6 separate regions of the Mus musculus genome follow, and all the other regions are linked to region 4. The links are chromatin contacts, called in public ChIA-PET, HiChIP or PLAC-seq and promoter capture Hi-C maps. All regions are on one chromosome and are shown on one strand. Each heading gives the region's core, a stretch centred on a gene start, on an enhancer-like site or on the middle of the called end of the contact. The rest is flanking DNA. Distances are from core to core; before and after follow the strand shown.

Evidence for each region. Promoter capture Hi-C pulls out the DNA fragments that hold promoters and counts their contacts. ChIA-PET counts read pairs in DNA pulled down with a chosen protein or histone mark. HiChIP or PLAC-seq counts read pairs in DNA pulled down with a chosen protein or histone mark.
Region 1: a contact with region 4 is called in an H3K4me3 HiChIP or PLAC-seq map of the SCID.adh cell line, with 11 read pairs. The contact joins the enhancer-like site here to the promoter of Psme4 in region 4. A contact is called at or near these places in 6 of 39 promoter capture datasets (the C10 cell line, cranial neural crest, hematopoietic stem and progenitor cells and 3 more), 3 of 484 Hi-C or Micro-C datasets (CD4 T cells, LSK cells and embryonic stem cells), 26 of 115 datasets of contacts at active chromatin or transcription factors (the 230-238 cell line, CD4 single positive thymocytes, CD8 T cells and 16 more) and 4 of 9 other capture datasets (adipose tissue, embryonic stem cells, liver and 1 more).
Region 2: an H3K4me3 HiChIP or PLAC-seq map of embryonic stem cells shows a contact between it and region 4, with 6 times the contacts expected there. The contact joins the enhancer-like site here to the promoter of Psme4 in region 4. A contact is called at or near these places in 2 of 39 promoter capture datasets (cranial neural crest and pre-B cells), 1 of 484 Hi-C or Micro-C datasets (embryonic stem cells), 15 of 115 datasets of contacts at active chromatin or transcription factors (bone marrow-derived macrophages, differentiating embryonic stem cells, effector CD8 T cells and 10 more) and 3 of 9 other capture datasets (adipose tissue, embryonic stem cells and liver).
Region 3: a contact with region 4 is called in an RNA polymerase II ChIA-PET map of memory CD8 T cells, with 16 read pairs. The contact joins the enhancer-like site here to the promoter of Psme4 in region 4. A contact is called at or near these places in 3 of 39 promoter capture datasets (the 3T3-L1 cell line, cranial neural crest and hippocampal neurons), 8 of 115 datasets of contacts at active chromatin or transcription factors (bone marrow-derived macrophages, embryonic forebrain, extraembryonic endoderm stem cells and 5 more) and 2 of 9 other capture datasets (adipose tissue and embryonic stem cells).
Region 5: a promoter capture Hi-C map of hippocampal neurons shows a contact between it and region 4, with 3 times the contacts expected there. The contact joins the promoter of Fem1al here to the promoter of Psme4 in region 4. A contact is called at or near these places in 4 of 39 promoter capture datasets (cranial neural crest, hippocampal neurons, liver and 1 more), 1 of 115 datasets of contacts at active chromatin or transcription factors (pro-B cells) and 2 of 9 other capture datasets (adipose tissue and liver).
Region 6: a contact with region 4 is called in an H3K4me3 HiChIP or PLAC-seq map of bone marrow-derived macrophages, with 11 times the contacts expected there. The contact joins the enhancer-like site here to the promoter of Psme4 in region 4. A contact is called at or near these places in 4 of 39 promoter capture datasets (the 3T3-L1 cell line, the C10 cell line, cranial neural crest and 1 more), 1 of 484 Hi-C or Micro-C datasets (liver), 18 of 115 datasets of contacts at active chromatin or transcription factors (the 230-238 cell line, DN3 thymocytes, the NIH/3T3 cell line and 11 more) and 3 of 9 other capture datasets (adipose tissue, embryonic stem cells and liver).

What each region holds. Positions count from the first base shown.
Region 1 is chr11:30,193,043-30,196,676 of GRCm38.p6, forward strand. All of the region lies in intron 1 of Sptbn1 (spectrin beta, non-erythrocytic 1), which reads right to left. Among named protein-coding and RNA genes, the nearest start is that of Sptbn1, 25 kb to the right of the region's middle. Within about 2 kb of position 1,904, at least 10 of the 459 cell types and tissues checked have an H3K27ac peak or open chromatin away from gene starts, as enhancers often do. A contact at or near this core is called in the SCID.adh cell line and pre-B cells, where this site is marked.
Region 2 is chr11:30,175,371-30,179,453 of GRCm38.p6, forward strand. All of the region lies in intron 1 of Sptbn1 (spectrin beta, non-erythrocytic 1), which reads right to left. Among named protein-coding and RNA genes, the nearest start is that of Sptbn1, 42 kb to the right of the region's middle. Within about 2 kb of position 2,276, at least 55 of the 459 cell types and tissues checked have an H3K27ac peak or open chromatin away from gene starts, as enhancers often do. A contact at or near this core is called in differentiating embryonic stem cells, embryonic stem cells and kidney, where this site is marked.
Region 3 is chr11:30,125,057-30,129,148 of GRCm38.p6, forward strand. All of the region lies in intron 17 of Sptbn1 (spectrin beta, non-erythrocytic 1), which reads right to left. Among named protein-coding and RNA genes, the nearest start is that of Sptbn1, 93 kb to the right of the region's middle. Within about 2 kb of position 1,980, at least 13 of the 459 cell types and tissues checked have an H3K27ac peak or open chromatin away from gene starts, as enhancers often do. A contact at or near this core is called in memory CD8 T cells, where this site is marked.
Region 4 is chr11:30,769,757-30,773,301 of GRCm38.p6, forward strand. It overlaps Psme4 (proteasome (prosome, macropain) activator subunit 4), which reads left to right and starts at 2,019. Exons shown (of 47, transcript NM_134013.3): 1 at 2,019-2,468. The coding sequence starts at 2,227.
Region 5 is chr11:29,824,137-29,828,138 of GRCm38.p6, forward strand. Fem1al (fem-1 homolog A like) reads right to left here and starts at 1,532. Exons shown (of 1, transcript NM_176829.2): 1 at 1-1,532. The coding sequence starts at 1,319. The region is part of intron 13 of Eml6 (echinoderm microtubule associated protein like 6); the gene reads right to left.
Region 6 is chr11:30,097,691-30,101,426 of GRCm38.p6, forward strand. Sptbn1 (spectrin beta, non-erythrocytic 1) reads right to left here. Exons shown (of 35, transcript NM_175836.2): 35 at 1,705-3,024. The coding sequence ends at 2,806. Among named protein-coding and RNA genes, the nearest start is that of Eml6, 74 kb to the left of the region's middle. Within about 2 kb of position 2,396, at least 21 of the 459 cell types and tissues checked have an H3K27ac peak or open chromatin away from gene starts, as enhancers often do. A contact at or near this core is called in bone marrow-derived macrophages, where this site is marked.

The DNA.
Region 1 (3,634 bases), core at 654-3,153, 580 kb before region 4:
CAGGTTTAGCTCCTACCTGAGCCCACATGGCTCACAACCATCTCCATGTACACAGTCCCAGGGGATCTGACACCCTCTTCTGAAGTCTGAGGACACAAGGCACAACATGCTATGCATACATACATGCAGGTAAAACATCCATACACAAAATAAATTTAAAAATTATGTCATCAAGTCTGTTCACATTGTAATGGGAAATACTGAACATTTGTCTTTAAGACCTTAAGTATAGACTTAGACATTTTCTTTCTCTAAGGCTATTGAAATGAGGTAAAGCATATATTTTAAGTCACACCACAAACCAAAAGTTTACTAAAAACTTAATAAATGTTTTTCTGTGACAGAGTGATAGTGGCCCTCGCCTTTAATCCCAGCACTCAGAAGATAGAGGCAGGCAGAACTCTTTGAGTTCTAGGCCAGGTTAGGCTAGAGAAAGTTCCAGAATAGCCAGGGATATGCAGAGAAACCTTGTCTTGAAAAGATAAAGATATAAGGGTTCTTTATGAATCATGGGTATAAAATCAGCACTCATCTTTCTCCAAGACCTAAGAAATTAAAATAGCCAAGGATGGTGGTGGGCACCTATAATCCCAACATTTTGAAAAGAACAAGGAATTTAAGGCCAGACTCAATTACATAGTGTGTTTGGATTATATGAGTCCCTGTCTCAAAAATGGTGGTTCAGTAGTAGAAAAGGGTGACAGGGAATTAAGAGCTGGTAAGATAGCTCAATGTATAAAGGAACTTACTGAGCAAGACTAGTGAACTTTTAGTTCAATGCTCAGGACCCATAGAAAGTTTGAAGGTGGTATCCAACTCCACAGAGCTGTCCTCTAACCTCCATACACGTCACATACATATACAGTATAAGTAAGTAAATTATTAATTTTTATAGTTAAGAGGCTGGAAAGACAGCCTAATGGTTACAGTGCTTGCTACTCTTTCAGAGGACTGGAGACCGCTCCCAGCTATCACACTGGGTGGGTGACAAAAATCTGTAACCTCTAGGACATATGATGCTTTCTTCCCACTTCCAAGGGAAAACACAAAACACACACACACACACACACACACACACACACACACACACACACACACACACGTAATTAGAAAGCACCTCAGCATGTAATGAGCAGGGAAATGAACTCCTGTGGCCCGAAATTCAGTATTCTAGGGCAAACTCATCCAGCCAGAAGCTGCAGAAAGCGCTTCTCCAGAATGGTGCTAACCATAGAGTAAGGTGCAAAGAAGATTTAAAAAAACAAAACAAACAAACAAAACCTGTTTTGATGCTTTCCCTCTGGATTCTGCCTCTGCTATCTCACTGCTACAGCCAATCAGTGCTCTGGGCTGAGAGGAAGGGAAGCGGAAGAAGGCAGGCTAGAGATGAGGGACTGACTACCTGTCTACAGGTTTGACTGCAGTGAAGGAGTTGGAAGAGGAAGACCACACAGTATAGGGCCATTTGCACAAGTCCTGAATGCCAAGCTCAAGAGCGTATACTTTTTCATATACAATAAGCATGCATAAGAGAACACAGTGGGAGACTAACAAGGCAGAGGATTCTCCCACAAGGACTAAGCAGGCAGATGTACAACTACAGGGAAGGTATTGTGAACTTCTGTAATCACAGTTTTCTAAGCAGGAAGCTGAAACCAGTTGTTTCAACTTTCTTCGCTTATCTTAAAGTAAAAAAAGCAACAACAGAAAATGAATCCAACTTTATAAGACAGGGGTTGACCTGAATAATTTAATTTGACAGGTGGAAAAATGAAAGAAAGCTATGTACTGGTGGCTAAAGTCAGAGTTCAGAGATTGAAGACCCTGACCTCTCTTATTATGAACTTAGGAGTGATTAAAACAAGCTAACCAAAACCAGTATCTCTCAGTTCCTTAAGCCAATGAGATTCCCCCACCCCCACCCCGCCACTTACTCACTGGCCCATAAATCTCTACACACTATGTTATCTAAACAGACCAGGTTTCTCTTAATATCAGGTTTTGCTCAGCTGCTAGAAAAGCAAACTCCAACCAACTGCATCCAGCAACAAATATAGTAACATACTTCCATGAAATGAAAGCCCTTCCCAGACATATATACCAAGTATATAAATTCATAAGGGGGGCATTAAAAAAAAATCAACAAAACATCCCATACACTAGGTGACAAGAGCTAAGAAAGATTATTCCCCAGGCCTTCGAGCATGTATAAAATTATACCAGTACATAGAATTTATGTTATCAAAAATAACATTTACAAGAACTACAAGGATCAGAACAGCACACCAAGGATCAGGAGCTGAGAAAGGTTTTTATATAAACTCTCAGCTGGGCGTTGTGGCACAGGCTTTTAATCCCAGCACTTGGGAGGCAGAGGCAGGTGGATTTCTGAGTTTAAGGCCAGCCTGGTCTACAGAGTGAGTTCCAGGACAGCCAGGACTACCCAGGGAAACCCTGTCTCGAAAAAACAAACAAACAAACAAACAAAACCCCCAAACTCTCATCCTGTTTAAACCCCAATCTGTTTTTCTTCTCACTAGGACACTGTTGGAAGTTAGTGACCCTAATGTGACCCATCCTATTTGAAAGTTAATTCACCCTTTCTCAGTTCTTCAACACAGGTGGTTTTCTGTTATAGAAACACCAACAGTAAACTTATGCAACTCAAAACCACAGTATTTAAAAAGTCATCTGGAGCTAGAGCAAGTGACCGAGCTTACTTCTAAAAATTTGGTATATTTACTACACAACTTAATCCCCACCATTTTTAAAAGATAGTTCCTTGAGGAAAAAGAACATGAACTAAAATAGAGGGCATTCGTGTGATTTTTAAAAACCATTTCCTTGTCCAAAGAGGACAGTTAAGACATTTCCTGTGTATAAGCTCCACCCCAAGCAGTGAGCAACTTACAACTACACTTAAACCTTTTAGAATAACCCTTTTGTTATGGGTGGGTCAAACAGTGCGTTCCACACACATCCTCTTTATACTTTCTCTTACACAGGGTTTCTCTGTGTAGCCCTGGCTATCCTGGAACTCACTCTGGAGACCAGGCTGGCCTCAAACTCAGAAGTCCGCCTGCCTCTGCTTCCCAAGGGCTGGGATTAAAGGCGTGTCCCATCACTGCCAGGCTCTTTTTATACTTTCTACTGTTTGATTGTTTTTACTGACACTACACAGCATGGACAGGCTTGAAACAGTTTTCTGACTGAATCCTGTAAGTGCTTCTTCTCCTTAGAGAGCCCAGGCCAAGGAGAAAGGGGGCATTCTGAGTTCTTTTGATTCTACAAGTGTAGGGCTCCTCAAAGACCTAGAATATATGTTTTCTATTTCACTACTTGCAAGCTCACTCACCTAAATTTTCAAGAAAGCAAATTCCACTTTCAATGACTCAGAGATGCAACTAAAGACTTAGTTGATCTCCCAGTGCTAATGACCCACCTCTTAGCCAGACGCTGAAAGAATGCAGCAACATCTAGCAAATGTTTAAAAATCACATCCTGTTCTGCCTCATTTTCCAAAACAAGTCAATGTTGTCAAAATACTTTACAAGAAAAGTAAATCAATGAATGAAAGAGATCACCACTTTCCAATGAAAACATACGAGGACCAAGATGTTTCCTTCCATACCTC
Region 2 (4,083 bases), core at 1,026-3,525, 590 kb before region 4:
ATGAATTCGTGAAATTCTTAGGCAAATAGATGGATCTGGAAGATATCCTGAGTGAGGTAACCCAATCACAAAAGAACTCATATGATATGCAGTCACTGATAAGTGGTATTAGCCCAGAAAACCCTCCATTTTCTAGTTATTCATTAAGAGAGGTGTCCCTCTCCCCTGACATCTGTGAGGCTCATATATATCAACCTTGCACTATCGGGAGGCCTTTGTTCAGTCATTACTAATCCAAATCCAAATCCATCTTCAAGTGTCACATTGCAAAATATTTCACTCTCTCTCCCATCCAAAATAGTCTAATGTGTCTTATGCCTGTGATCCCAGCACTCATGAGACTGAAGGGAAAGGACAACACTAGTGCCCAGTCCAGCCTAACCTACACACAGCAACACTTATTAAAAAAAAAGAAGAAGAAAGAAATATGTAATTGCACAAACATGTGCTGGGCCCCATAGCCCCATAATGACTTAAGAAAGCTAGTTTTGCAACCGTCTGCCATCATGTACTTTAAACAAACATGGAATACTTCAGCACTGTATCTGCTTAAAGGCATTATCAGTGTAGAATTAAGGCTCTGAATAAGATTACATAGGGTTTCCCCTTTACCATGTTTCTAAAACTACCCTGTTTTGGGGCATGATCATTTCAGGGACCTCCACCCCCACCAAAATATGAAACCACAAAGCAGCATGTGTGTATTCAGGGGAGTCATGGAAACATTCTTCAATAGGATTTGGAGGCAAGCCGTGCTTAATTAATAAAAACATGTAATTTGGGGCAATTAGCAGCAGCAACAAAATGTTTAGTTGAGGGTCTTTTTATCTTAAGGCCATTTCTATGGACAGAGGCTCAGGATTAATGAAGTTTAACAAGAACAGCAGCAGCTGGTAATTAGTCTGTGAAGAGGAAGCAGAAATAAAAGGGGAAAAAGGACTTTAGCTCAGGGCTAGCAACTATGTTGTTCTTTAACTATGGGCCTGGCTAACCCTGAGCCACAAGTGGTCGCAGGGCAAATTAAAGGCTAGAAACCAAACAAATACACACGAAATTCAAGTGATCAACCATAACTCCCCAGAGTGAGGAAACATGAAAGCTGGCTACAAGGTTGCCTTGCCAGTCTAGAAGGAGCCAATGAGCACCAAGGTCGTCCAGCCAAGACATCCTCAAAAGCAGCAACAAAGGATACCCACGGCTGACAAGCAGGACAGCCAACAGTGTCGGTCAACCAAAGTTTCTATGAAGCCAGTCTCCTTCCACAGCACTAACAATACTGAAGGGCTGCAGATGGAGAGCAGCAGCTTTTGCTAGTAAATTTCTTGTTCAGATGAAAAATGACAGCAGATAAACCAGGAATGGAGGTATATGTCTGTAATCCTGGCTACAACTCTTGGCTTGGCATGTTCAATCATCAGTCAGTCACACACACACACACACACACAGAGAATCCTAGGATTATAATGTCATTATACACATACGCATACACTCCCCCACATACACAAATAAGCAGCAATGCGACACTGTGATCTTCTCAGATCCTAAGGCCTGAGCTTAACATGGGTTTCATAAGGATCAGTGGTATAAAGAGCTGGCTAGAGCATACAAACAAGAGGTGACTGACAAAGTAGGCTCCTGATGCTAGTTTGTTTCAAGTTTCAAATACTGTTTAGTTCTACATGTAGTTAGTTCTACCTTTAGTCCCTACCACTTGACATGCCAAAAAAAGAAGAAATCTTATAAAACAATGGCACCCCAAGTAATCTTCAAGAGAATTTCTTCAAAGAACTTCTTCCCAGCCATCACTGCTCTGACAATCCAGGGTACTCTGTAACCCTCGTTGGATGCTTCAATTTTCTTGGCATTGGCTTCCTTCCCCAGGGGCCCCATGGCTGACAGAACCAGCCCATTCACCTTTCACCTAAGGCTGTAATGCAAATGAACCCAAGGTTACTTATTTACACAACAAAGGAATTCTGTTTGGTCCTAGAAACGGAAAGAGTGGTTCTCAGGTGCTACTAAAGGAGAAAGTAATCACACGGAAAAAAGGGTTAGTTTTAGAACCCTTTTCCAAGGACAATACAGTTAACTGCTCTGGGCTATTTACTTGCACAGACTGGATTCAGTGGGGAAAAAACCCCAAAACAGCAGACATTATGGTCTAGATGCACTAGCTAAAACCAGTAAGTTCCTAAGTCCTCATACTCTCTCAGACTCACCTTATGTGAACCTAAGGTGAGGCGTTTCAGAGCCTCCAGGAAGTACTGTAGAGGAGCAGCTTTGTCCAATGCTGCTCTGCGACTGTAGGAGCCAAGTGAGCATGTTAAGGGGCTAATCATGCTAACCCTACTATAGAGGGAAGCCTGGCTCCTTGAGTGCTACAGCTGGTGTCACAAAGTTTGAGTTTACTTATGTGAGGGCTGAGACTAGGTGTCACACCCACAGGCTCAATCTGGAAGAAAATGCCAAGATGTAGCCTAATACTGCATGTCTTCCCTCCCACACCTACAGAGGCCACAAGACAAAAGTAAATTGTTTCGGCTGTCTTTGACCAAGTACCTGTTATAGCTCCTTCTACATTTCAGATGCACTACAGCTTAAAGTAAAGGGGAATATCCCGTGACCTATATAAATCAGCAGTCAGCTTTATGTTTACGAGAGAAGACGACAGAATGCACACATTCACACAAGCAAGTTGCTCAGAAGACACATCTTGGGGGAAAGACCCTTTATCAGGGACATGACATCTTTCAGAACTTCCTAAGAAGTTCTCTAGACTTCTCTAGACAGAGAAGCCAAAGAAAAGAGCCCATCAATCCTATAATGAATCTTGTGATTCTGGACTGAGTACAATTATCACATACACTCAGAAAAAGTCACTACCAAAAGACACTGGCTCAGATCAAATTAAACCATAAATAAAAATAAAAATAAAAATAAAAATAAAAATAAAAAAAACCTTACTTCCTGGTGCCAGAATTAAAGCATTATCAGCTAGCAAAGAAAACCAAGTTTTGTGGTTTTAAGATACTAACACGCGTGGATAAACTGCTCTAAAAATTATTTTTACATGATATGGGGAAATTCAAAAAGTGGCCTGAGAAGTGACTGGGGAAACTAGAAGTATTCATTTATGCCAGGAGACAGCCACACCCCAAATATGGAGTATCTACTTTATTCCAATGTGGACATCAGATATCAAAGGGCCAGTTGGGCTTAAACTTAACAATAAATAGGAGAGAAGCTGAAGTTTTTAAAATCAAGAAAATTTAGTAGCTGGGATGGGGGTGGGAGACACATCTTTGATCCTAGCACTCCACTTGGGAGGCAGAGGCAGGTAAATCTCTGGGCCTGCCTGCCTGCTCTGTGGAGTTCCAGGACAGCAAGGCTACACAGTGAAACCCTGTCTGGAAAAAAACAAAACAAAACAAACAAACAAACAAACAAGAATCATCAAGCTGGGGGCTGGAGAGATAGCTCAGTGGTTAAGAGCACAGACTGCTCTTCCACAGGTCCTGAATTCAAATCCCAGCAACCACATGGTGGCTTACAACCATCTGTTATGGGATATGATGCCCTCTTCTGGTGTGTCTGAAGAGGACTACAGTGTATTCATAGAAACTAAATAAATAAATAACTCTTTAAAAAAAAATTCATCAAGCTGAGGACCTAAAGTTGGAGAGTTATCATTTGTCCCATGCTAGGGAAACTTGGACAAAACTCCACATTCCTGGGTAATACGGTCAACTTTTTTTGTTTTTTCCTAGACAGGATTTTTCTGTATAACCCTCCCTGGCTGTCCTGGAACTCACTCTGTAGACCATGCTGGCCTCGAACTCAGAAATCTGCCTGCCTCTGCTTCCCAAGTGCTGGGACTAAAGGTGTGCGCCACCACTGCCTGGATAATGCTGTCAACTTTTGAAAACTGCTCCAGCACCACCATTTCCCGAGAAGGGAAGACCATACTCTTAACTCCAAAACCTTTACCTAAATATCAGCACCCATCACTCTAGGACCTTACAAATCATTTTTAGTAATGGCAAAACAGATCAGAAAATTCTGTATTGTTTATTGAGCCTCTTT
Region 3 (4,092 bases), core at 730-3,229, 640 kb before region 4:
TTTAAACCTTTTACTCCGACCCAGAAAGGATTACACCCGTGTCGACATTTTCCATGTCAACAGACCGGCAAATATTTTACTTTGCACCTCTGACCCATTTTGTAGCTAAGTGTGATATAAATGGTGGACCTAACATTGAACCCAGAAGTATAAAAACTCCAAAGCAGCTTTTAAACTCAACTGCACTCTTGGCCAGCTTTCCCTAAAAAGCTTGTGTTTGTAGTTTTGCTCTTACTAGTTCAAAACACAAGCTGTTTCCTCCCCCAGATACCTGTGACAGCTATAGCAAGCTAACCATTGACTATCATTTAATTCATCTGGCAAGTATGTATTTTAAAACAATCTGCACAGCAGTGGTGACGCATGCTTCTAGTATCAGTGCTTGGAATGCAAAGGCAAGTGGATCTCTGTGAGTTTGAGGCCACTGTGGGCTACAGAGTGAGTTCCAGAACAGCCAGGGCTATACAGAGAAATCCTATCTCAAAAAACCAAGAACCAAACAACACACAAACCTGCTCATTTATCTACTGGGTGATGTGTGGGAATGTCAAAGAACATAAACAACTTGCTCACCGTGGAACTAATGCAATGACAACAGCCATTCTTTTTTTTCTGTCAACTCTAAATCACCTTTACCTGTTTTTCTGTAGCCTCTAACTCTCGAAGGAACCTTCCACTCAAACTAAGAACACTTCACAGAACTGGACTCCGAGACCAACCATATATACTAGAAAGCCACACAAAGCTTGCCAGCTGCTGACAGACTAAAATAAATTATAAGAGGCTTGGAATGGGAGTTGGCCAAACCAAGCTCTGACCTCTTTCAGGCTTTTATCCCAAGTCAGACCCTGCTTGGTCCTGCTTGCCTATAAGTGCCCAGGCCAGAGATATACAATGGAGTCCTTCAGGGACCATCTACCGCCACTTGGGTGGGTGAAAGTGAGATTACTTTTAAAGCAGTCACTACTCCCTGTGAGTCTGCACCTGAATATCTCCATGGTTTCATGTCTCAAAGTCTACAATGGCACAGGAGACCAAAGACGCCTTTACGGTATCCGTGTTTCTGAAGCCTTTCATTAATACCCTGGTACTGCTGGGAAAGGCTTCTCCATATATTTGCTTCAACAGCAGTGGGTCTGTTCTTTATAAAATGTCAAGGAGGGCAAAGCGGGTCACAAGAGAACTGCTGACTTTGAGAATGGACAAAAACTCTAAGTACTAGCTCCATCTTTCATGAAGGAGAACTGTCGGGAGCAAAGGTCAAAGCAAATCTTTTGTAATGGAAGACCACTGATTGGTCAAACAACAGTAAAGATAGCACGTTTTCAACTAAAAAAGAATTTAACTATTTCCCAGCAATCTAAATGGCTACAATGTGACATACGAAGGACGTTTGTCCAATCTAAAAAAAAAAAAGAGAGAGATGAAGAAAACCAAATGATAAAAATCCCTCTGTGTAGCACAGAGAGAGGTCTCCTACAATAGAGGATATTTGTTGACCGAAAGTGCCAGGGACATACACATATTTTCACTATTCATAACACACAAGTAGGATTTTGTTTTTAAAAGGAGAAAGCACTACATAAAAATTACACTTATAAACCAATGTGCTCTTTGTTGAACATATCATCCTACAGATATCATGCAGACCAGCACAATGCTGTAGAGCTATGGAACTAGCTAGTATTCTGGTCCTCTGTCACCATTCTGGAACTAGAGCTAAGTGATTATTTCAGGCATTCACAAAGGTCATGTCAGAATATACTCATTCTCTGCAAAAAAACCCAAAAAAACCAAAAATCACTGTGCAGATGGAAAAAAGAAAAAGAAAAAGAAAGAGAAAGAGAAAAAGAAAAAGAAAAAAAAAAAAGCTTTAATCACTGAGCAAGGCTCAGTACAAAACTCAGTCCTGTGCCAAACAAGTCTGTACTGACTTCCTGGGGAAAGAGAACAAAAACCACCAACCAACCAAACCAATTCACCTTCAAAAGTCAGAAGTACACTCTAAGAGAATAAACCAGCCAGCCACAACTTTCAGATCATCTATACTCCACCAAAACCACGCTGTGAAAATTAAGATGTTCCCTACATAGGTATTTGAGGTGAGCAAGTGGGTCCCTGTTTTAACTGTATCAAGTACAATGGCTGCCCTCAGTCCTTATGGGGGCAATAAAGGCAGATCTTAAAATTCTTGCTTCCATTAGCCAAGGCACCCAGGAGAAAAGGAGTATGTATGTGTGTGTGTGTGTGTATGTGGGGGGGGGGGGGGTATTGAGGAGGCAACAAACCTGTGGATTCTCTAGACCTTGAACACAAACAGCTAGTAACAGTAACTTCTGCCTACTAGGTAAATAACTACCATCATAAAACATAGTCAAATGTAAGGCTGGTCTATATGACCTCCACTCCCAAAATACTCTGGCCTACTATATTTAAACGAGGCAGAATGATGGGTGTTTGCAGTGCAGGAATGGGACACTTCTTTTGGTCAATATACTTGTATGTCTATAAAGTGTCTGGAAACCAGCAAACCTAAGTTTTGTCACATGCTGACTATAAGCTGTGTGGGACATCAAACATTCTCAGCAGTCACTGTGGCTGTGCAAACTTTAAGGAATCCCACAGAGCAACAGCAAAACAAGAGACGTAGGATGAGGGGGACTTGGCACAGTATTCATGTAGAAAGCTACATATCTTTCCTCAGACTTAGCCTGGGCTTTAACATGGTTCTGTCAATCAATTTCATTATATTAACTTGTCCTTTAAAAGTGGAAGCAAGACTAGGGCAGTGGCTAATATCTGTAACTTAATTTTCATAACAGAAGTAGGTTCCAGGCTGGTTTAAACTACAGTATGACACTGTCTCACATACATACACACATACATACATACATACCCCAAAAAAGCAGGTATAACATAATCCATTAATTCTCTGGCTGAAGGAACACAGTCTCAGGTGATGTCTGTTTCATGGCAAACATCAGGGTGATACAAGGAAAGCCAGTGTGTGGCGGGTGCTTCTCTCCTGCACACACTGGCTCCCTGCAAAGCACACTTGCTGTGTGTGTCTTGAGTGAGTATCCTCTCTAATTGGCTATCTGTGTCCCCCTGACACTCAGAAGAAGCTTTTTGTCTAACATGGTGCGTAGGGCTGCCAGAGCATATTATAAGGTTCACGGTCTCTTTACTAGGCACGAATGCCTTTTGTTGCAAAAGATCTAACATGTCTGTTGTACTTCTTTGAACATATAGCTGGATGTCCATATACAAGGTGTTTGTAATGGGTTAAGACTATATTCTGTCCTGGTCCCTGGCCCTCGGGTCCCTACACTTTCTTGTGGATGTTCCTTATCCCATTTTGGGGTCTAAGGGAATTTATTCTATAAACTAGAGAGGAACGAATTCCACTGTAGTTCTCTGGCAGATGGAGAAATATGATGTGTTTATGAATTTACATATATGGAGTTTGCTACATGTTTCTTCCTAGCTGGCTTTCAGAAGAGACTACATTTTCTTGGTTAACTTTAGTTTTCAAAGTTTCTTTCTGGATTTATTGGGGGTTGAGGGAATCATGAGATTAATAGTGCATGTTAAAAGATGGTCTTTGAGATGCAGAGTACTGCTTGGCATAAACTTTCTTTTTAAGGTCTTAATGAAAAAGAAATCTGGAATATAGCTTAAAATTTTCTGTTTTTCTAAAAAGATTTATCTACTTTTTTTCTCTTTTTCCTTCTCACTTCAGCCCCACTTGCTCTGGCTCTCACTTGCTCTGGCTTCTCACTTCAGCCCCACTTGCTCTGGCTCTCACTTGCTCTGGCCTCATTCTACATGGTTGTGAGCCACCATGTGGTTGAACTCAGGACCTCTGGAAGAGCAGTCAGTGCTCTTAACTGCTGAGCCGTCTCACTAGCCTAACATTTATCTACTTTTATTATATGTTTATAGGTGTTTTCTCTACATATACAGCCGTGTAACATGTGTTCGCAGTGCATGCAGAAGTCAACGAAGGGGTCAGATTCCCTGGAACTGGAATTTCAGGAAATTGTCAGTCTAACTGAACCCGAATCCTTTGGAAGAGCAAGCCAGTGTTCT
Region 4 (3,545 bases), core at 769-3,268:
GTTTCCCCTCTGGAAACCCCTTATCCCATTTTTCTTCCCCCTGCTTCTATGAGGGTGTTCTCCTACCCATCTACCCACCCACCTACAGAGCTTTTAAGCTTTTAAACCCGCCAAGTTAGTTTACCAATCAGTATTTAGGGATAGGGGATTTCCTTGGCAACATATCTTTGCTGTCCATTTATCCAGCTCCTATTGGTTGAGGTATTCAGCTGTGATAGAGGACTTGCCTTGCTTAACTTCAACACTCACGTCTTAACTTGCCAACCAGGATGCTAGTTACCCATGTACATGTCTCTTTCTGCCAAGTAGGATGTCAGTTCCCTGGGCCGTCTTGGGAAGTTAAACTTTACTCAATCTCTACTCAAAATGGAAGTCTTATTCCAAATAGCTTCTTTTATTGGTGTAGGCCTCTCTTTTATGTTGGGGTCTATTCCAGGGGCAGCTTATAAAAGCAAAAACCATAAAAGGTCATACACAGGTGCAAGAAGTGCTGTCTGGTGGTTGGTTCCAGTCCAAGGTTATTGCTGCTAACTATACAAAGCAGTTCTAACTGACTTATATTGTGGTTGGTTTCCAAGAACACCAAAACACAGAATGCCCCATCAACTCGGGCATGAGAAAGTTTCCTTATAATATTAGTAACAGCACAAAATGGGTGGCTAGACACAGGTCTTAACACATAGCAGTTTCATAATAGCCATGGCTACAGAGTAAAATCCAGTCTCAAAACAAAAACAAAAACAAAAAAACTAAAACAAAACAAAAAACCACAAACAAAAAAACAAAACCAAAAACAAAAACTAAAAGAAACAAAAGTAAATTTTATTATGCTGCCCTTAGGCTTATTGTTTTTTAGACATTCTCTTTTGAGATGGTGACTTTTTTTGTAAAATATTTTCTTGAAGATCTAGGGATGGAACTCAGCTTAGGAAAGAGGCCAACCACTAGTAGAACTCATAGACCAGCTGGTAATCCTTGTCTGTTTTTTCAGTTAGTTAGTTAGTTTGTTTTGTTTCGTTTTTTTGTTTAGCTCAGGTTGGCTTTAAGCTACAACCCTCCTGCTCTTGAGTTTCCAAATGCTGGGATGACAGGCGCATGTTACAATGTCCTCTCTTAGAAATTTCTTGTTATTTTTAAGATCAATCTCAATTCTCCAGCATTTACTTCTTAGTCTCAATACATGTATTCACTCCCTTCTGGCAAGCAATCTTTAACCAGCCTGAATCTTGAGTTATCAGAAAGCAAGCTTGCAGCCTCAGTCTTTTCTGTCAGCTGATAATTATTTCTTCCTCCTTTCTTTATCGAAATAACATTGCCATCAACCTTACAGATTAATTTAAAAATAACTTCTATGAAGGTGATATGCCTTCATTTAGAATTCCCAGGTATCTCGGTACTTATCCAGTATTTACCAATGCATTATCTTGTAATTTATTAGTTTGTTGCCAGGAAAGGCCTCTACGTCCTTAAGGGCAGAACTAGGCGTTCTTAAACTTTCTATAGGGACCTTAAATGAGAAGATGACACACAAAGTATATTTGTTGAGTAACTTTTTTGGAGGGTGGACGGGGAAATATCAGAAAGGTGGGGGGTAAAAGGACAGAGGAACACAGGGTACTATTGTGTATACAGATTCTTCCATACACGTTTTTTTAAAGATAGTGTCTCCTGTTGCCAGTAGGAAGCAGAGGTTGGCCTAGAACTCTTTGTGCTCATACTGCTTCGCTGTCCACACTCCCGCCCCCGGCTGGGATACAAGCTGCTCTTCCGTAAACTGGCCCAGAAGAGAGGATACTGAGCGTGGAGAGGTAGTCGGATTCCGTGTCTCTGGATCCTGCTGGAGCAGAGTAGGGTCTCTTGTTTCTCGCCGGCAGCCTCGCGTGGCAACCCCAGTCGCTGACACCAAACTCGGCTGACTGCAAGAAAGCAGCCAGGTTACCTCCTCCCCGCCTCCGTGGCCCCGCCCCGGAAGTGACTTGAGGCCGGTCCGGAACCTCCCGGCGCTGCGGCTGCAGCGTCACCAGAAGAGCCGGAGGGGTCCGGGCCGAGCAGCCGCTGCCACCGCCAACGAACCGGGTGCCGCGCGGGGTCCAGCAGCGCGCCGGGCAGCCGGGGCGGGAGGGGGGCCCAGCGGTCGGGCCGAGGGCGAGGCGACGCGGACGAGGCTGAGCCCGCAGCGGGGCGGGGGCCGGGGCCGGGGGTCGGGCCGGGGGCGGCCCCGGGCTAATGGAGGCTCCGGAGCGGGCGGGCGGCGGGGAGCCCCCCGAGCCTGGCGGGCGGCCGGTACTGGGCCCGCGGGCCTTCGTCCCGCAGAAGGAGATCGTGTACAACAAGCTTCTGCCCTATGCCGAGCGGCTGGACGCCGAGTCCGACTTGCAGCTGGCACAGATCAAGAGCAACCTGGGCCGGGCCGTGCAGCTCCAAGAGCTGTGGCCCGGGGGCCTCTTCTGGACGCGGAAACTCTCCACGTAAGTGGGCTGAAGCCGTCGGCGGGCCGGGCTCTTTGTCTGCGCTGCTGGTGCTGCTCAACTCTGTTCTGTCCAGACGGCGCTGACCTGGTGCAGGATTCCAGGGGCGCGGCCGAGTCCGGGGAGACCCAGTCTCCTCGTTGCTTTCCGTGGGACTTCTGGGTCCTGTCGGTCGCCTCTCACGATCAGCGTTCTGGTCCTTTCTCTTGACGTGCCAGGCTCTGGGGAGCCACAGGCGTACCCGGGCATAGGGACGAGCGGCTCCCATTGGTTCTCCCTGGGGTTCTGCGCTTGGAGCTGCGGGATAGAGAGCTTCGGTCTTTGGGGAAGCGACTCCTGTCCTTGCTTCTGTGGTTTTTTTGGGTTTGTTGTTTGTTTTTTGTTTTTGTTGTTGTTTTGTTTTGTTTTTCCTTCCTCGTCGATCCACTTTACACTTCTTACCGTAGGAAGTAGGGACAGTAAGAGGTTGTGTGTGTGTGTGTGTGTGTGTGGTGTGTTTTTCTGTGTTACTATGTTTCTTGGGGGTCTGGGTTGCTGTTCTGGCTTCCTGGATTTAATTGAAACGATTCGTTTCAAATGGACAGTCAGCGCATTCTCGGATTGAGTAGACGTTGAGAATGTTGTCTTAGAATTCTAGGAAAAGTGTATGTTCCTGTTGTGACATTTCCTCGGTCACGACTTCGCTTATTCTAAGGCAAATAGTGAAGAGCGCTGTTAGGTTGATCCCGGGCTTTGTTGGCCAGACTGTGTGGTTTTGAGTTGGTTAGTTCTTTTGTTTTCCGTACGCACTAGCCGCAAATTATAGCGTCATTAGAATTAGAACGGGGGAAAAGTAATGATGGAGCAAAAAGTTTGGAGAGGTCATTTGCTCTATGCGCGCCTTTACTTTGGCAGAACTTATTATATAAGATTTTTGCTGTTTTGTTTGGTACGCTACATATAATTTGGTAAGACTATGTTTATGCATATGGTTACCGATAAGTGATTGCACAGGGCATGTCATTTGTGTTCCCCAGAATCTGCTGAGTGAGCTGGGTGATGACTCAGGGTTTTATAATACAATAGTGGGCTGTATCT
Region 5 (4,002 bases), core at 282-2,781, 950 kb before region 4:
AGGTTGCCCTTGGCCGAGTGGTCCTGCAGCACGTAGGAGAAGAGCTCTGCAAACGACAGGAAGCTGCTGGCGGTCATGGGGCTCAGGGGCTCCAGGTTGTTTTGTTGCATGTCCAAGGCATACTTCCACAGACGGATACAGCGCTCGAAATTCCCGGAGTCCGCATAGACAGCACCCCGGTACCGTATGTAGTATGAAGTGTCAGGATGTGAGGGGCCCAAGATTCTCTCCCGTATCAGCAGCGCCTGCATCCGCATCTCATCAGGATCTGTAATGAGGGCTTCCAACTCTTGAGGCGTAGTCACCTCCCTGGAATAGTCATAGGCCAGAACCAGTTGCTGGGGCTCTGGCTTAGGGAGGAAGCCTCCACCCTGGTGGCGGAGTTCCATCGCCCTTCTCCAGTGCTTCAGGGCTCCAAGCAGATCCCTTTTCTTATCCACATAGGTGGCACCCAGCAGCTCCAAAGCTTCCACAGCCGCTTCCCGGCTGGTAGGGCAGCAGCTCTCATACTGTTCTGCATCTTCTGGGGTGGAGCAGTGGTTTCCTGCCATCTGGGAGGAGCCTTCTCCAGGAAGCTCTGTCCCTGAGAGCTGCTCGTGGCTCGGCTGTTCCTGGATGAGGTACTCCACGATGTTGGTGTGCCCAGTGATGCTGGCGGCCAGCAGCGGCGTCATGCCATAGCCGTCGCGCTCCATGCGCGCGTGGCAGCTCAGCAGCAGTTGTAGGATCTCCAGGCTGCCAGATTCTGCACAGTCGTGCAGGGCGGTGTTGCCCTTGGCGCTGCGCCGGTTCACCTGTGCGCCGCGCTCCAGCAGGTAGCGTGCGATCTCGCGGTGGCCCTTGTAGCAGGAGATCATAAGGCACGTGTGGCCGTGGCGATTGGCCACCTCCAGGTCCGCCTTGTGCTCGCCCACCAGGCAGCGCACCACGTCCAGGTGGCCGTTGAAGCAGGCGGCGCGCAGCGGTGTGGAGTTGGTGCACGTGGTGCGGTTGACCGAGGCGCCTCGGTGCAGAAGGCTACGCACCACGGCCAGGTGACCCGCGGCCGACGCTGCCCAGAGCGGCGGCGCGCCCTCGATGGTCTCGCCATCGAAGTGCACAGAGCCACTCGCCTCCACGCTGGCGCCGCAGTGGTCCACCAGATACTCCACCACGTCTAGGTGTCCACGGCGCGCTGCGATTAGCAGTGGCGTTCCACCGCCGGCCACCTCACCCAGCAGCTCCTCCAGCTCCTCACGCCCACGGCTGGCCAACAGTTTCTGCAGCAGAGGCAGCTTGCCGTCGTGCGCCGCATTGTACACCGCTGTGTGCAGATCCATGCTGGAAGCCTCGCTGCTGGATCTAGCCGGGCCGCCGGTCGCCAGAGACATCCTTCACCTTCTCCAGGGCTGTCATCTTAGCGGTTCTCCTGCTTCTGTTAAATCTTGATTGTCTGTCTGCCCCAGTGTGTGGTTTTAGGATATAAATGAGAATATAAACTGGACCCAGCATCAAAACTGTCCTGGTTTGAGTCCACTAGTTGTTAGGATTCTGTTTGGACTTCACCCCCACAGTTACTTGGCAACAGCCAGGTAGGCCTGGCTCACTATAAAATGGTGGTCCCTCAGAGAGAAGGGATGCCTCTACATGGGCCGGCTGAGACACCACCTTCCTCCATACCTCACCACACCTCCATAGGGCATATCCTTATATTTCTTTATTTTTTAATAATCATAACATTGTGCCGTGAGTCAGATCTAAAATCTCTTCAAGTTTACATCCCATCTCAGCCACAACAAGAGAACTCCCTAGCCCAAGATCTGGTAAGCCCCCATCCTTTCCCATCTCTATGGTCCCAGGGGAGAGTTCTTGAGATAGGAGATACCCCTGTGTTGTCCTTGAGGATGGGAGACATCCAGTTTTTCCCTTGGGTGAGATTTCCCTCTCCTTAGAGACAGTTTCTTTCTTGCGTCTGAGAACTTCAGGCTGGGCCTGGACCACTGCTCTCTGGCTCAACAGCACCAGGGCTCTGAGCATTAGACTTTCCCTTCTCCCCTCCCTCATTTACAACCTGCTGCAGACTAGTTCAACAGGTTTACCTGCCTGCCTGATCCTACTTACTGCCCTTCCTGCCCCCTATGAATGTAGAGAGCTTTTAGTACCACTTATAAAAATTTGGCAAGTACTTGTCACTGGGCTCAAGGCAGTAGGCTCAGATAAGAATATTCACATTTGGGCTGATGCAAGGATCAAGGTAAACTCAGCCAAGGAAGGTGTGACTTCCTTTTTGTCCTGGTCATCCTGATAAGCCCCCAGACCCAGTGACTGGGGGTGGGGGGTGGGGGGGAGGATTTTGTTTATTGCTTTGTTTGATTACTACCTGGTGTGATCTCTTAGTTCTTTGCCTTATTTAATCACTTTGTCTTTGACTAAGAACTGACCTTATTCTCTGCTAGTACCTAGCATGGTGTAAAAGCTGCTGTTAAAGCCACTGCAGCCTCAGCTGGAGCCATGTTATAATGTTCTCTAACTGTTCTTTTCTTCTCACTTGCTGCCCTTCCCCTCTGCTCCTTAGCTCTGCTCCTGGTTCTCAGCCTGAAAAGTAGGTCCCTGCCCCTTACATCCTGCCAGAGTTCCCATCTGTTAGATTTGACAAAGTCAAATGGGCCCAAACCAACCACGCAGTTCCACTCTTCCTGCTACGAGCCTGCGGAAGCTCACAAACACACACTGGCATTCGATGGATAAGGAGTTTTTCCAGTCAGCAGGAGGGCTGACTCTAATTTCCCAGATAGGGCCTGGCCAGCTTTTTTTTTTTTTCTGGGGGCTAAAGGGTTGACATTTCACAGCCACTGTCCTTATGACCAACTTCCCAGGTGACATATGAGTTAGGACATCGACCCTTGGGTGACCATACCCTTTGAAAGCAGCTCTCGAACTCCCCCACCCCACCCCACCCCCAGCTTTTGCAGCCGTTTAAAAAACCCCTAGGCCTAGGGTAGGGCCCTTTCTGGTAAGTCCTGGACTTACCATGTAGCCTCTAGGGGGCCTTAGTGAAGGCTTAGGGCACTAGCCTGGCTAGAATTTTTGGTTATTGAATTATTCTCAGGATGCCAGTACAAATAATCCAATAACTCTCCAGTGGGTGCTGCAATATCTTCAAATGTATATTTTAAGAGATCGTCACGCATACTGCCAGCAGTCTGGTAAATTAAAAATGTCCCCTATGCCCAAGCATTTACCTATTCATGCTCCACACCCCTGGCTTGTTCTCACAGCCTGCATGCTCAGTTTGTGACATAGGCTGAACCTACCTGGACAAACTCATTTTCTGTGACCGATCTTATGCCACTGCTGCCAGCTTTCTTACTCTGGTCCTAGCCATAAGTCTCTCTGCTAATACAACAATGTACTTTTCTCTACCTACACAACCTGCCAAAGTTACCTAAGGTTTTCATTCCTATCTTGTCTTAATATGAGTTTTACTCCTGTCATTAAATTCTATTCAGTTATATCTAATATATATAGCACTCAGTTTTGTCAGAAGTTTGTTAATTATTAAATTTATGACAGACAGAATTTCCAAAAGTCTCTCCCATGAGGTCTCAGAAGATGTGGACACAGTTACAGGATGCTGCCTGAATTGTGATATGATAACCACTAGAATACACAGTCGGTAAAACTAGATACTCTGAGTCAAATGACTTAGCTAAACCAAGGTCAGTCATTTCTCATGTCACCCATATCCATTCCATAGAGAAAAGGCCCTGCATCTTCTGCACATGAAAGCCAGTCTGACTCTGCCCAAGTTACCATAGAGACTACAGAATCTGCCCGTTACCATAGAGACTACAGAACTGTTGGCTAGTGGACTCTGTCATTTTTAAAATAATGTAACTGCTAGATTTTTGTTTATTCCCCAGACTTCTGACTACACTGACAGCTAGACAGCTATCTCCTTACCTAAACTGTGTTTCCATTAGTTAAATGCTTCATATTTCCTCTTCTTGCTGTGCCACTGTC
Region 6 (3,736 bases), core at 1,146-3,645, 670 kb before region 4:
TGAGTTCCAGGACAGCCAGAGGACGGCTTAAGTATGTTAGCAAACATGTTCAAAAGCAAAGTACTACCAGGTAGACAGAACTTGAGTTATATACAGTGGTGTTCACCTCTGAAATCTAGACCCTCCTGAGGTCAAGAGAGGTTGGAGCACATAGCAAGGAGTGTGGCACTTATACCCCTGAGCACTGTTTCCTGGAGTGGCTGGCACATAGAGGGTGCTTGGCATAAGTAATTGGAGATATTTGACATGGTGCTGGTAGGAATCCTAGTTTAACCATCCTGGTCTCAAAGAGCAGAAGGTAAGGTGTAAACTAAGATAAAATGATCACATGTGCACAGGAACAAGGCCATAACAAAAAAAGAAAGATGTGGCAGGGACGTTTAACAGCTGGCAGCCAGAAAGCACCTGATTTATGCACAAAATACTGGCTTCAATCCACACTCTTTATGCCATCTTCATTAAGTGGATAGGACAGTGCCCTTAAAATCTAAGCCATTCTTACACTAAATTCTCAGCACTCCTAATGCTGTGGCCCTTTAACATAGTTTCTCATGTTGTAGGAACCCCAACCCTAACATTATTTTGTTGCTATTTCATAACTGTAATTTTGCTGTTATTAATCATAATATAAGTATCTGATACGCATATCTCATTTCTTGACCCAGAGGTCGAGAACCACTACCTTAGATGAAGACTCTGGGTGGGAGATTTTAAACAGTGAGCAACAGATTTCCCTCAGAAAATTATGCTTGGGGAATAAAAGAAGTAATTCACTAAAACAATCTAAAATGGCAACTCCACTCTTGAGCAGATGCTCCTGGGAAATGAACTGTGTGTGCTAGGATTTGGCCTCAGTGCCTTGTGGAAATCTCCCTCCTACCCAGACACCCCAAAGAGAAAGTTTTTGTGTCTGGGTAAGATGAAATGGCCTTTTAAAAGAATTAGTTTCAGGAACCTGCAAGCATTCCTCTGCCTCCATTCCCACTTGAGATACAGTGGGTCTCCAAAGTGTAACCAATTCTCAAAGGGAGAAGTGAAGGCCAAATGGAAACGTTCACAAGCCTTTTGCCTCTATGGCCCCATCATATCCATCCACCCTCGAGGGTGTGTGGGGACAGGGACACAATAAACCAGGGCTCAGCAAAGTCCTGAGTGCAGAACCACCTTTGCCTAGTGCTTTTTGCTGAGGCCTTGACCAGTAAACCTTGACTGCTAGATTTGAAACCTTGACTGCTAGATTTGAAAGATACCACAACCAAGATAGCCTCTGACTGTCCACCTCAGAAGTCCTAAGCACTAGGAAGCCCTGTGGCAAACTTGACATTGAGGAAGACTCAATGAACACTACCATAGCCATGTCCAGTTTTTGCATATTACCAAGAATGGCTTTTGTTCTGTAAGGGAAGACAGCCTTCCTTTGTCTATAGTATTTATTATTATCCCTTGTTCTTTTTCATGAAACATTTGCCTCTCCTTGTGCAGGTCTTAAGGCTATAAGACATGAAAAGTATCACCATTCACCACGCCTATTCATTCTTCATTTGTTACAGCTTCCAAGGCCAACACACACACACACACACACACACACACACACACACACACACACACACACACACACACACACACACTCACACTCACACACTTTGCAAATTCCCTATTAGGCATGCTTGGACAGGGAAGGAAAAACACCGGCTAGTCATAGGCTAGATTTAAAAGCATTTAATGACATAGCATATATTTAACAGGGCAAAAGTTGAGAGGTACAGGTCGTATGATGGAGCACCAGGCCTGAGCGCCCACTCTCTGTCCAAGCTCAGACTCTGGAGGTCATTACTATAGATGCCATTTTGATTGTGCAGTAAGATGAAAATTTGTTATTACAATAGTTACAGTGACAGAGAAATGCACACTATGTATCAAATAGCAGGGTAATGAAGCAAATTATAACAGTGTGGCCACGCACAAGCAAGTAACCATTAGAGTAACATTACTTTGTCCAGTAAATGCTTCAGTTCCACTTATACACTTAGCAATGATTTAAAGGGTTTATTATACATCTAGTTTATTATACTTTGTACTAGAATTATCTCAAACATACAATATAATGTATTTCAGAAAAAAAGAGACTGAAATTACAGATTATTTAAAACCTTATCAATTTTCTATTCTTTCTTGTATACCAACATTCTGAACTGTCACAGCAATTGATGCAGAAAAGCCACATGTTGTGTGTTAGTAAGTGATGCCGGATACAAATGGTTTGGCCTGTAGGTTTACATGGAGCTGCACTGTGGCTGCAGCAAGAGATCAGAATACATGATCTGTTTAATAAAGGCTACACCCATCGTGGGCATTTGTAAGTCAAGACTCAGGGTAACCACGGAAGTGAAGGGAGAGTAGTGTCAGGAAATCGGTCCATCGTCTCTGGAGAGCACAGGAAATATTGTGTAAGCACCACTGCCTTGCATACCAACAGCATCAGAGGCGGGTTATTTCCAACACAGCCTCACAAAATTGAGGAACAGTTTAAATACTGAGATCTAATCTATATAATTTCATTAAAAAAATCTGGCCTTCCCTCTGTACCTCAAACTTTTTAAACTTGGAGATAAAGTGTTTAGGTATGGTTCCCCCACCCCTCAGAAATACTCTATAAATTAAAAAATTTATTTCAAAAATAAAAAAAAAAGAAAAGAAAAAAAATCAACTACATGGAGGAACATTAGGCACAGAGTAATGTGTTGGTCGGAACTTGCATGCTGGACTCTTACTAAAGGTAAGAGAAGGGCGGGACAACAGGGAAGTTCACTTCTTCTTGCCGAAAAGGCTGAACCTCTTCTCTTTGTCTTTCTCTTTATCCTTCTCCCTCTTGCCAGGACTGGACTCGCTGGTGATGGTGACGACGCTGGTGGGTAAGGTCTGCGCCCGACTGGATGCTGGCGTACTCTGGGTGCTGGCAGATGTGTCGTGTTTGTCAGAGGAGATGGCAGAGGAGATAGCCTGGATCCATGTGTTCATTTCCTCCTAGATAGAGGAAGGGACACAGGTTAAGACTTGGTCAAGAGGGGCGGGCATGAGGAGTTGGTCTTACCTCCATGACGATCCAAGCCTGACAGCTAGAAGGCTCAGCAGCAGTGCCTCTAGGGTCACTGTCCTTAAATGCTTATCTACATTCTCAATACCACAGAGGATATGGCTTAGCCCCTCAGATGGGCCCACTGCTCTGCACCCGCAGACCATTACTCTGGGATGTAGTCCTACATACCTACAAGAGCTACAGGACTAGACTAAGGCTGTGAGATATCACTCTCATTCTAGAAAGTGTTTTTCCTCCCTAAATTAAAAAAATGTTTTCATGTGTGTATGTGTGTGTGTAGACACGTAAGTTCATGCTCATCAGAAGACAATTTTTCAGAGTTGATTTTCTCTTTATATAAAGTATGTCCTGGGGATCAAACTCAAGTCATCAGACTGGATGGCAGGCCCTTTACCAACTAAGCCATCTTACACGTCCCCACGCCCTTTTCCAGAGTTACCTCTCCTGGTGGAAGGGGCCTTTTAAAATGTAAATTGCTGCACATGTTATGATCACTGAGGTGACCCTCTCTTCTCCAAGGAGGTGAGGCTAATGGTAATGGAGTACAGTGTAGAGGCTTTGGACTGGGCATCAGGACATATACTCAGACTTGGGCCACCTCTCTGTGCCTTGCTCTAAGGAGCAGCAGGCAAGGGCCTT